Regions from separate parts of the Callithrix jacchus genome. Here region 2 is linked to region 1. The links are chromatin contacts, called in public Hi-C maps. All regions are on one chromosome and are shown on one strand. Each heading gives the region's core, a stretch centred on a gene start, on an enhancer-like site or on the middle of the called end of the contact. The rest is flanking DNA. Distances are from core to core; before and after follow the strand shown. Region 1 overlaps DCPS (decapping enzyme, scavenger). Region 2 overlaps KIRREL3 (kirre like nephrin family adhesion molecule 3).

The links. Hi-C and Micro-C count contacts between places; a contact is called where the count stands out from the background.
Region 2: a Hi-C map of skeletal muscle shows a contact between it and region 1, with 6 times the contacts expected there. The contact joins two enhancer-like sites. A contact is called at or near these places in 2 of 3 Hi-C or Micro-C datasets (both in skeletal muscle).

What each region holds. Positions count from the first base shown.
Region 1 is chr10:25,966,476-25,972,397 of calJac240_pri, reverse strand. It overlaps DCPS (decapping enzyme, scavenger), which reads right to left. Exons shown (of 5, transcript XM_035265032.3): 2 at 4,122-4,296. Among named protein-coding and RNA genes, the nearest start is that of DCPS, 4.0 kb to the right of the region's middle. Within about 2 kb of position 2,362, at least 5 of the 16 cell types and tissues checked have an H3K27ac peak or open chromatin away from gene starts, as enhancers often do. A contact at or near this core is called in skeletal muscle, where this site is marked.
Region 2 is chr10:26,130,348-26,135,998 of calJac240_pri, reverse strand. The region is part of intron 5 of KIRREL3 (kirre like nephrin family adhesion molecule 3); the gene reads left to right. Among named protein-coding and RNA genes, the nearest start is that of ST3GAL4, 110 kb to the right of the region's middle. Within about 2 kb of position 1,673, at least 7 of the 16 cell types and tissues checked have an H3K27ac peak or open chromatin away from gene starts, as enhancers often do. A contact at or near this core is called in skeletal muscle, where this site is marked.

The sequences.
Region 1 (5,922 bases), core at 1,113-3,612:
GGCAGCATTGAGTTGATTCCCTCAGTATTGAGTTGATTCCCCAGCCTCAGGGCTGGGACTGGAGAGAGAGGTCCCAGGCTCTGACTTGGCTGACCGTCCCACAAAGGGGACAGCTGAAGAGGGCCACAGGACTATTTTGCCAATGCTGCCACCTTGTGACCGTAGAATGCCCAATCCACTGGAAAAAAAGGTACACATAGGTCAGTTTGTGGATTCATTCTTCATTTATTGAAAGTGCCTAATGTGAGTGACATGGGTCCAACCTTCAAGGACCTCAGCCCCTTATAACCAGGCAGTGACCAAACACTCCTCTTTTCACCTCCCTCTTTTCATAACTCGTGTCACCACCCCCAACTCCAAACAGGACTGTGAGGACAAGGATGGTATCTTACTCATCTCTAAAGCTACGGTACACAGCACAGGGCCTGGCACAAGAGACTAATAATAGCAGCCGCTAGTTAATATGTGCTAAGTGCTTTTAAGTACATTAGCACATTGGATTCTTGAAATGCACCTATGAGACCTCCAAATGGAGATGTCAAGGCAGGGTTTATTTCAACATGAGCCTGGAGTTCTCGGAGAGGTCAGGGATGGAGAAATAAAGGTGGGTGTCACCAGCACAAACACAGATGGCGTTTTTTTAAAGGCCAGTACCTCTCAAAGTTTTACGTGCATATGGCTCACTAGGGAACTATGCTAAAATGCAGACTCCAATGATTCTGTAGCCTGAAATGGGGTAGAGATTCTGTTTCTACTAGACTCCTGGGTGGGGCCAATACTGCTGGTTCACAAACCACATTGTGAGTGGTAAAAATCTGGAACAGAGGTAAACAAACTATGGCTAGCTGGTCAAGTCTGGTACAGGGCCTCTGGTTTGTACAACCAGCAAACTAAGAGTGATATTTTCATTTTCACAGGGGTTGACAAAAAGAAGGAAAAGGAGAAGGCAGAAAAGACAGAAAAGGAGGGTAGGGGAAGATGGCAAGAAAAGAAGAAAAGGAGACAGAGACCATTTATGCTTCACAAGGCCTGAAATATTTACTCTTTGGTTTTTGACAGAAAAAGTTTGCCAGCCCTGACCTTGGATATCACCCAGGGACACAGTGTGTAGCTAAACAAGGGAGCGACTGGGCCCCGAAGCAAACCGCTGTAACTTCCAAATCCCCATCCCTAGTTTTGGTAGGAAAAGCAAGAGTGCAAGGCACCACATGTACAGTTGGCCTTCCATATTGTGGGTTCCATAACTGTGGATTCAACCAACTGCAGATCAAAACTATTTTTAAAAAGAAGGACATTGTGTCTATACTGAACAGAAACAGACTTTTCTTGTCATTATGACCTAAAAAACATGGTATGACGACTGTTTACATAGCATTACATTGTAGCAGGTAGTAAAAATAGCCTAGAGATGATTTAAAGTATATGGATGTGCTTAGGGTACATGCAAACACTGCACATTTTATATCGGGGACTTGGGCATCCATAGATTTTAGTATCTGAGGAGGCTCCTAGAACCAATCCCCAGTGGATACTGAGGGATGAATTATATGCCAAGAGGGCAGGAAGGCCAGACACAGTGGCTCACGCCTATAATCCCAGCTCTTTGGGAGACAGGGGCGGGTGGATCACCTGAGGTCAGGAGTTTGAGACCAGCCTTGCCAACATGGTGAAACCCTGTCTCTACTAAAAATACAAAAATGAGCTGGGCATGGCCAAGTGTGATGGCTCACACCTGTAATCCCAGCACTTTGGAAGGCCTAGGTGGGCAGATCACCTGAGGTCAGGAGTTCAAGACCAGCCTGATCAACATGGAGAAACCCCATCTCTACCAAAAATAAAAAATTAGCCAGGCATGGTGGTGGGTGCCTACAGCCCCAGCTACTCAGGGAGCTGAGGCAGGAGAATCACTTGAACCTGAGAGACAGGTTGTGGTGAGCTGAGAACGCACCATTGCACTCCAGCCTGGGCAACAAGAGCGAAACTCTGTCTTAAAAAAAAAAATAGCTAGGCATGGTGGCAAGCACCTGTAATCCCAGCTACTTGGGAGGCTGAGGCAGGAGAATCACTTGAACCCATGAGGCGGAGGTTGTGGTGAGTCGAGAACATGCCATTGCACTTCAGCCTAGGCAACAAGAGTGAAACTCTGTCTCAATAAAAAGAGTAAGTCAGAAAAAGATGAACATCTGAAGCTCCCAGGTGGGTGGGGGTGGCCCTGGGGAAAGGGTTGTGAAAACAGCTGGGGTTCAGAGTGGGAACGAGGACTTGTGGTGAGCCAATAACCCCCACTGCCTCTTTCAGAGCCTATCTTGGAACAAAACAACAGAAACAGGAAGAGCTGGCAGAGAGCACCTCCACTTGTGTGCAGTGCCACAGAAGTACAGGGAAAATAAAAAAGACAGCCTGTGAATTTCACAGGGTTGATCTGCAGGCAGTACCTTCTGAATTTTGGCCAAGAGTTGGGAGGGTGGGTAGAGGGATTTCGGAAGGAGAGGGAAAGGGTGTGGCAGTAAAACAATAGCCCCAGAGCCTGTAATGCGGGGGCCAAGTTGTGTTTGGCCACAGTGCCTTCTGTCATGGTTCTGTCACCCTGTGCTGAGGAATACATTTGCTTAAATGTCAATGCCTGAGAAAGTAAATACAGCTGTCCATTTCCATCAACTTGCAGCAATTAATCTGGCTTTCACTCAATGGAAGACAAGGCTGTTTTGCATTAAGTCATGAAAGGTTTGCTTGTTTCACCATCAAGTGTTCACATATATTTCCAAAGGACAACAATACACCCTTTCATGGAGGGCAGAAAGAATACCTATCAAAAGACTGTGGGCCAGGATATCTGCAAAGCCAGACTGCTCTTAAACGCTGGAGGGCAAACAAGAAGACAGAAGGATGTGACAAAGTCACCATGTGCTGTAAAACAGATTCCAGAATTTGCTGGTTGGAAGGAATCTTTAAGGTCAACCAGTCTCCTTCATGCTTCTAGCAAAGCTGCCTATAAAATCTAACAATCTTGAGAAAAAAATGCACATGTCATGCCTGGCTTTTGGCATAAAATATTCTTTTAAATTAAGAAATGCTGGCAATGAAAAACAAATCTCTGCCTTCTAACCCACGAGTTCCTGCCCTTCTCTCCCATCCTCCTTCATCACACTAGTTGTCTCTCCCACCTCAAAGTAGGTTCCTTTAGGGAAGTGACTGATTTTTGCAGCACCCAACATGCTGGCCAGCCCACAGAATGAGTACGGTGAGCGAGACCCCAGTCTACTGAAAAACCGTAGCTTTCCTGCCACCTACTGGCTTCATGATTTGGGACAAGTTACTTAACCTTTCAAAACCAGTTTCCTCACCTGTAAAGCCCTCTCACTAGAGGGTTGTTTGAGGATTAACCATGTTAATACATGTAGATTACTTGGAAGGCTGACTAGCTTAATAGTAAGGATTTCCTAAGTGTTGACAATTTTTATCATTCAAGTAGTAAATTAATCTATTATTCTATCCCATGAATCACACTCTCCCTGAAACATACTACATTAGAACGTTTCTCTTTTTGTTTTTTTCAAGACAGGGTTTCACTCGTCACCCAGGCTGGAGTGCAGTGGCGCAATCTCAGCTCACTGCAACCTCCACCTCCTGGGTTCAAGCGATTCTCCTGCCTCAGCCTCCCAAGTAGTTAGGACTACGGGCGCATGCCACCGTGCCTGGCTAATTTTTGTATTTTTAGTAGAGATGAGGTTTCACCATGTTTGCCAAGAGGCCAGTCTCAAACTCCTGACTTCAGGTGATCTGCTCGCCTTGGCCTCCCAAAGTTCTGGGATTACAGGCGTGGGATTACCTGCCTGGCCAGGTTTCTCAGTTTCAGCACTACCGATATTACTTTGCTGTGCGAGCCTGTCCTGTGCATGGGAAGGTGTTTAGCAGCATTCTTGGTCTCTACCCACTAGATGCCAGAAGGAACACCCCACCACCACCCCACATTCTGACAACCAAAAATGTCCCCTAGCAAGGAAATCTCCCTATTGTACTAGAATATGCAAATCGGGGTAGAGAGTCTGGTCACCATACCACCTAATTTCCCGCCATCCCATTCTCCCTCCATAGAGACACCCTGGCCACCTCTTGCTCACCACTCAGTTGTCTTGGAGGGAACAAGTGATAGGTGCTGTAGATATCGTTGGAGAACTGCAGCTGGAGCTCAGGGCTGCCTGTCAGGAGCTGAGCCACCTGTTCCACCTGAAATGGCGTCTTCTCCAGGATCACAACGGCATCCTCTCCAGCCCCATCCCCAGAGGCTTCATTCACCTGTGGGCAGAGGCATCATCAGTGGGCTCAAGGGCAGAGCCACCATGAGACTCTGGAGAGCAGAGACAGAAGCTCTCACGGCCTTTGAAATCCTAGTACTTGGGATTTCCTTCTCTGAAGTCTTCCCTCTGGGGAAGTCTAGCCAATGGCACTCACATTTCTTTTCTCATAGAAGGCAGCTCTTTTTTTTTTTTTTGAGATGGAGCCTTGCTCTGTCACCCAGGCTGAAGCGCAATGGTGCAATCTCAGCTCACTGCAACCTCCACCCCCTGGATTCAAGCAATTGTACTGCCACGGCCTCCCAAGAAGCTGGGATTACAGGAATGCACCACCAGGCCCAACTAATTTTGCATTTTTAGTAGAGACGGGGTTTCTCCATGTTGGTCAGGTTGGTCTCGAACTCCCGACCTCAGGTGATCCACTCACTTCAGCCTCCCAAAGTGCTGGGATTACAGGTGTGAGCCACCAGACCCAGCTAATTTTTGTATTTTTAGTAGAGATGGGGTTTCACCATGTTGGCCAGGCTGGTCTTGAACTCCCAACCTCAAATGATCTGCACGCCTCCGCCTCCTAAAGTGCTGGGATTACAGGCATGAGCCACTGTGCCCAACCAGAGAAGGCATCTCAACCCAAATCCTTGTGGTGGCTCTCACACTTTTCTTCCCCAAAATGCAAGTCTTCTCAGTTGTCTTCCATTTTAGGCTTACAAGATCTGTCAAGTTCTCCCCATTTCGGAAGAAAAGATGAAAAACTGAGATCTTGAGTGACTTGCCCAAGGTCACATCAACAGTCAGCATTGAAACAGAAACTAGAACCTGGGTCTTGCAAGTGACTCCTAGCTCGAAGGCTCTCATGGCTAACACCTTCAGCAGGTGCTGCACACTGAAGACAGCTGGGCTGAGAAAACCAGACAGAACCTCATATTAAAAAAAAAAAAGGCCGGGCATGGTGGCTCACACCTGTAATCCCAGCACTTTGGGAGGCCGAGGTGGGTGGATCATGAGGTCAACAGAGCGAGACCATCCTGGTCAACATGGTGAAACCCCGTCTCTACTAAAAATACAAAAAAAATTAGCTGGGCATGGTGGCGCGTGCCTGTAATCCCAGCTACTCAGGAGGCTGAGGCAGGAGAATTGCTTGAACCCAGGAGGCGGAGGTTTCGGTGAGCCGAGATCGTGCCATTGCACTCTAGCCTGGGTAACAAGAGCGAAACTCTGTCTCAAAAAAAGAAAAAAAGAAGGGAGCCTCAGTGGCTCAGGCCTGTTGTCCTGATGCTTGAGGAGGGGAGGCCACATGTTCAAGGCCAGCCTGGGCAACATAAAAACCTCTCATTAATTAAAAAAAAAAAAAAAAAAAGCCCCAGCACAGTGTCTCACACCTATAATCCAAGCACTTAGGAAAGCCAAGTCGGGGGAAATCACCTGAAGTCAGCAGTTCGAGACCAGATTAGACGACATGGCGAAACTCTGTCTCTACTAAAAATAAAAAATTAGCCAGGCATGGTGGCAGGTGCCTGTAATCCCAGCCACTCGGGAGGCTGAGCCAGGGAGAATCGCTAGAACCCAGGAGGCAGAGGTTGCAGTGAGCTGAGATCACACCACTGCACTCCAGCCTGGGTGACAAAGA
Region 2 (5,651 bases), core at 424-2,923, 160 kb before region 1:
GGGGAGGAACCAGCTCCCCTGTCTCTCTGCAACTGTCCCTCTCCTGAATGTCTCCCTGTCCCTTTTTGTTTCTCTCACTCTTTGTATCCCTGCATCTTTCTTTGAGGAGACTCAGGGACAGCAGTTGCCAGGGTCTAGGGGTGAAAGCGCAGTCTGGATGTTTGCAGCTCCCAAATTCCTATGTGGAAATCCTCACCCCCAGGTGACAGTGTTAGGAGGTGACTAGGTCATGAGGGTGGCGCCTCATAAATGGGATCAGTGCCCTTAGGAAAGGAGGCCTGAGGGAGACCCTTGCCTTTCCACATCATGAGGACACAGTGAGAAGAGGGCATCTATGAACCAGGGTCTGTCCCTCAACAGACAACAAATCTGCCTGGATCTTGGTTCCCAGCCTCCAGAACAGTGAGAAATAAATGTCTGTGATTTCTAAGCCTCCCAGTTTATGGTGTCTGGTTATAGCAGCCCAAATGCGTTAAGATAGATACCCAGTTAAATTTGAGTTTCAGGAAAATAATAACTTTTTAGTAGAAATACCTTCCAAATACTGCATGGGACATATTTGCAGGCCATACTTATACCAAAAAAAAAAGTCATTATATATGTGAAATTCAAATTTAACTGAGCATCCACATTTTATTTGCTAAATCTGGCCACTTTCCAGGGCTTTTGGGTGAAACTGTTTAGGCTCCACCATCTCCAAGGTGCCTGGCTCAGGGGCCAGGGAGGGCTGAAATCCAGCCCCAAATCCCTTACCCAATAGCCCTTGCCCGGCTGTGTCTCTAATTCACACACAATCCCAAGGGCTGGAAGCACCCTGGACTGGCCCCCTTGTTAACTGTGTCTTTAAAATGTTCTGGGCTTTACGATGCTTTGACATCCTGGGACCTCGAAGACCCAGGCAAGGAGCAGGGTAAGCTAATTCCTGGAGATAGCGAGCATGCTTTGTATCAAAGCAGACCAACCAATCCCGAGCCCAGGCCCCACGGCCATTTTTTATCAGGCTGCTATAGTCCAGGACACTCTGCCCCTACCCTAAATCTCCCCAGGCCACACATCAGGCCCCTGCAGCCCAGGGTCCAGGAAAATGATCCAAGCTATCCAATCCTAACCCTGTCTCCCCATTCCTTCCTATGAAAGCAATCCACAGCAGAGGCTCCCCACACCTCCCACCCCAGCCCCAACTGCCCCTGGGGCCTCCACGTGGGGCACTACCTAAAGTGGCAGGCCCCTTCCTCTGGGAACTATGAGTAGCAAACTGTCTTTTCAATGGCAGTTGTCTCCTGATCTGTTGGCCTCCCTATGCCTGAATAAAAACAAAATTCCGAGTACATTTTTAAACAGCACCCACCAAACTCCACTCAACAAACTGCATAGAGTCCCAGGTGGGGCTAACGTACCGCAGAGCCTTTAAGATGAACCAGGCTTTACAGGACAGCTGGGCCAACCCTTTTTGTCTGCAGCTAGAAAATTGAGACCTGATAGGGAAGTGACTGCCCTTCTTAGCAGTAGAGTGGGCAGTGCCAGGCCTGGAACCACAGCCTCCTGAAGCCCCGGCCTCTGCTCTTGCCCATACTCCTCCCAGGGCAAGCTGGCCCCCCAAGCTCTGCAGCTGGGGGTACAGCCTCCAGAACGCCCACTCTCCTCAGTTGTGAGGGTTCTCCTTGGCCTCAGAGACTGGTGACATACATGGCCCGCTCCCCACTCACCACCAGTCCTCTAAGTGGCCCTGGACAGATAAGCAGGGCCTTGGCAATCCGAGGAGGATGTGAGGCAGGCCCGTCCCTGCTCTGAGGGTGTGTCCTTCCTGTCCCAGACTGACCACCCTGCCAAGAAGTCACTCCAGGCCTGCTGATCAAAGCACCCAGCACCCAGTGCCAGAACCCAGGGCAAACCCTTTCCCTCAGGCACAAGTCCAGGGGAAGGAGGGGTGGCTGCCTCTTGGAAGACAAACCGCTCCCTTATGTCCTGGGCTGGAGCCACCCTGCTGTGTTATATAATACAAAGCTATGACATAGGGAGAGGGTTGCCCAGAGGAGAATGAAAGCCAAGGACAGGGCATTCCTTCCCGTCTGAGCACCTGTCCCATCCCTCCCTGAAGTTGGGCCAGACCAGCTCCACCATCTCCAAGGTGTCTGGCTCAGGGGCCAGGGAGGACTAAAATCCAGCCCAGAATCCCTTACCCAACAGCCCTTACCCGGCTGTGTCTACCAACAGGGGCGCTCGTGTCTAATTCACACACAATACCAGGGACTGGAAGCACCCTGAACTGGCTCCCATATTAATTGTGTCCTTTCTGTCCCAAATTGACCACCCTGCCAAGAAGTCACTCCAGGGCTGCTGATGAAAGCACCCAGCACCCGGTGGCCTGATAGGGAAGTGACTGCCCTTCTCAGTGGTGGAGTGGGCAGTGCCAGGCCTCTGACAGCAGGGTCGTGTGCTGCAGAGGACACATCCCATCAGCTGGAGAGAGAGGTCAGGGCCACCCTGTCCGACCTGTCCCAGATCACCTTGAGCTCAGCCTGTTGTCCTTGTCTACATTGTGAAGGCCCCTCAGAGAGCCTGGCACTGTGCTACTGCATAGCAGGCTGGGGGGCCCTGTCCATGCTCCTGGGCCTGTGACGGGAACAGCAGCACCAGGTAGCCCCAGGCCTGGGTTCCAGGTTCCACTGCATAACCTCAGGCAACTCACTCCCTGGGCCTCTGTTTCCTCATTCACACAATGAAGGTGTTGGGTCAGACGCTCTGGAAGGGAAACAGATTTCTCAGGGGACAGTCACCTGAGATGATCTCCTGCCCCTCCGTGGCTTGTCCACGGAGCAGCAGAGGACTGAGACCCTCAATGTGTCCCTGGACATGAGCATGGGAAGAGGCCCTGTGTTCCGAGACAAGGCTTCCCTTCCCATGCCCCTCCTCTAAACCATGGTCATCCTAATTGTCCACCTTACGGCCGGTGGTCCTCAGAGAGACTAAAGGGGTGACCAGCGGAGCCAGCACATGTCAGTGGAACTTCTCCAGGTACAGGGCTCTGTGCTGGGCATGGAGAAGCCATGATCCTATGGCATGGGGCGCCCCCAGCAGCGTGCACAATCTGGGGTTCCTATGGAGCAGGTTCTAGGGGCTGCTGGAGCCAACCCCTCTGTTTCCCCTCCCAGGGGCCTAGCCCGCCCCCTCCTCTCCCAGGGCTGCAGGAAGTCCTGCCATAGGCCAGCAGCACTCCTGACTTCCCCAGACAGGCTACATATGAGGAGGGGCCAGGGCACTGGCAGCAGAGAGAGAGAGAAGCTGGGAGCAGACACAAAATCAAGCAGTCTCCAAGGACCCCAGAAAAGATCCCCCAGGACAGCCCTGGCTGCCGTCAGTGGCTGTCACATGGTGGCTGGTTACACCCATGGGCTCAGGAGCTGGCAGCCTGAATTTGGGTCCGGGCTCTGCCACCTTCCAGCTGTGTAACCCAACCTTGCTGTGCCTCCCTGTCCTTCCCATACAATGGAAACAGCAGCAGCACCCGATTCAAGGTGTGGTTGTGAGGTTTGAATGAGAAACACGCCTGGCACAGAGCAAGCTTGCAACAGGCATGGCTGTTGGGATTGTCACCACCTCCCTGGATCCACTCGGCTACAGGGTCCACCCCGCCATCTCCGTTTCCCATGTGCAGACATCAGAGGCACAGCTGGGCAGGCCACATGGTCCTGAAGACCTGGTTCAAATCTGGGATCCGTAATGTAGCATGGTGATGTCACCTCTCTGCCTCTGTTTCCCCAGCTGCAAAATGCAATGATAATGATCACGAAAGTCTGCCAGGGTTGCAGAGTGACTTACAAGGAATTATGCATTGGAAGCACCTGTCAAGGGTGGGAATAAAGGCTGGATAAATGTGAGCTATTATTATTGGCTCCTGTCCCACAGCAGGAACCCCAGTTCACCGCCCCAGGGGTCATGTAGCTATTTCATAAAATACCAGGCCTGCTCTAGAAGTTTCTGGTTTGCTTGTCGACCATTCTCTCTTCGACTCCACCATGGGGCCAGTAGGGGAGGGATAATCCTTATCCCTGGAGGGCACCAGCCTCCTTCCCCAGGAGGAAGAGCAGGAGAGGAAGCACTCAGCCCCTCCCTCAGCACAGGCTGGCCATGCTTCACCTTAGCACGCCGCTGTCACAGCCCCCAGCGTGTGGGGCAAGCGACACTGCTGGATGGGGCCTAGGGCAGTGCCCACTGTAGGCTCCCAGGGGGTGTCAGCTGCAGAGGCATGGAGCAGGGAAAGGTCTTTCCAAGTCTCTTCCTGGAGACTCAGTCCTGGGCCATCTGGGGACAGGGGCTCCTCCTCTACTCCTCGTACTTCTGATGGCCTGGCACCAGAGTGGAGACCACATTCTTTCTTCTGGAAAGCTCACAAGTCCACACAGCAGGGGAGGAAGGATGGGTTATGGAAGAGGAGGGGCAAGAGGACAGACTGAGGCCAGAGAGAACCCTTTCGCAGAGCAGCTTCCAGCCAGGCAGGAGGGCTGCGTGGTCTTAGCACACACAGTGGCCCCATGTCTACTTGGAGCCCCTTGCCCTCTAGTCCTACCACCAGGACCACTGGCCTCACTCTCACCGCCCTTGCTAACCAGAGCTCTGGAGACCCCACTCAGGAAAGAGATAAGCACCCACGTGCACAGGGCCCTCACCCTCCACTGGGAACCCCCTCCCTGATCACTTACCCCACACCCTGCACCTATCTGCCCAGCTTAGGGGCCTAGAGTCTCTACTGGGTGTAGCTGAGGCTCACCCTGGCCTTCTCTGTGAAGGGCGCCCCTCTGGCCTCTGGCCTCAAGGCTGGATGCAGGGTCTGGGGCAAACAGCACTGGGCATCCTCCACCTGTCCTGGTCACCCTTATTCAATCCTGGTGGCCACAGGCCCAAGCAGCTATCAAAAGGGAAGCAGAAAGTCAAGAGGCTGCATTTGCATATGAGAAAAGTGACAACTAAGAGAGATTCATTTTTTAAAAGGAATGAAGCAAAAGAAATGAGAAGAGAGAGGAGAGATCAGAAAGGAATGAGGAGAAGAGAAACCCAAGGCTGCAGACCCAGACCGCCCACCCTCCAACTCCCCCCTCTCCCTCCCTCCCCACCCCACCAATGCGGGGCTCCCTCCAGCCTTCCCCCAGCCTTCCCCCTTGGCCCCCTCAGCTCCTCCCACCTCCCTCCCTGAAGTCATCCTGTATTGGAGCTGGCAGACCCAGCTTTCCTCTCTGGGACACCCGTGGTTCTGGATCTAGGGTCCCTGAGAGGGAGGAGCCCAGGAGGTGCTGAGGCCTTCCACAGGGACAGAAGGGGTGGTAATGCTGGGGCGCATGCCTTCCCCTCACCTCCTTTTGTTTAATGAACACATCTCCCTTTTTCTTTAATTAGGTGGAAAAAACAACTTGAACCAGACTTTTTATTTCCCAGAAAAGCACATGCCCAGACCCAGTAAATATGTCATTAATCATCATTCCTCGGCAGAGGAGCACGCTGCGTGCAGGGAGGAGGGGGAGCAGTCAGAGAGCCTAATTAGAGCTGGGCCCTTCGCTCCCCTCCTGCGGCACTGCACCCACAGCCCAGGGCCCATCCATTGGAGGGGTTCCTGGCAGAGTTCAAGCTTATGTAAATGTCTCTCGTTAGCATAACAG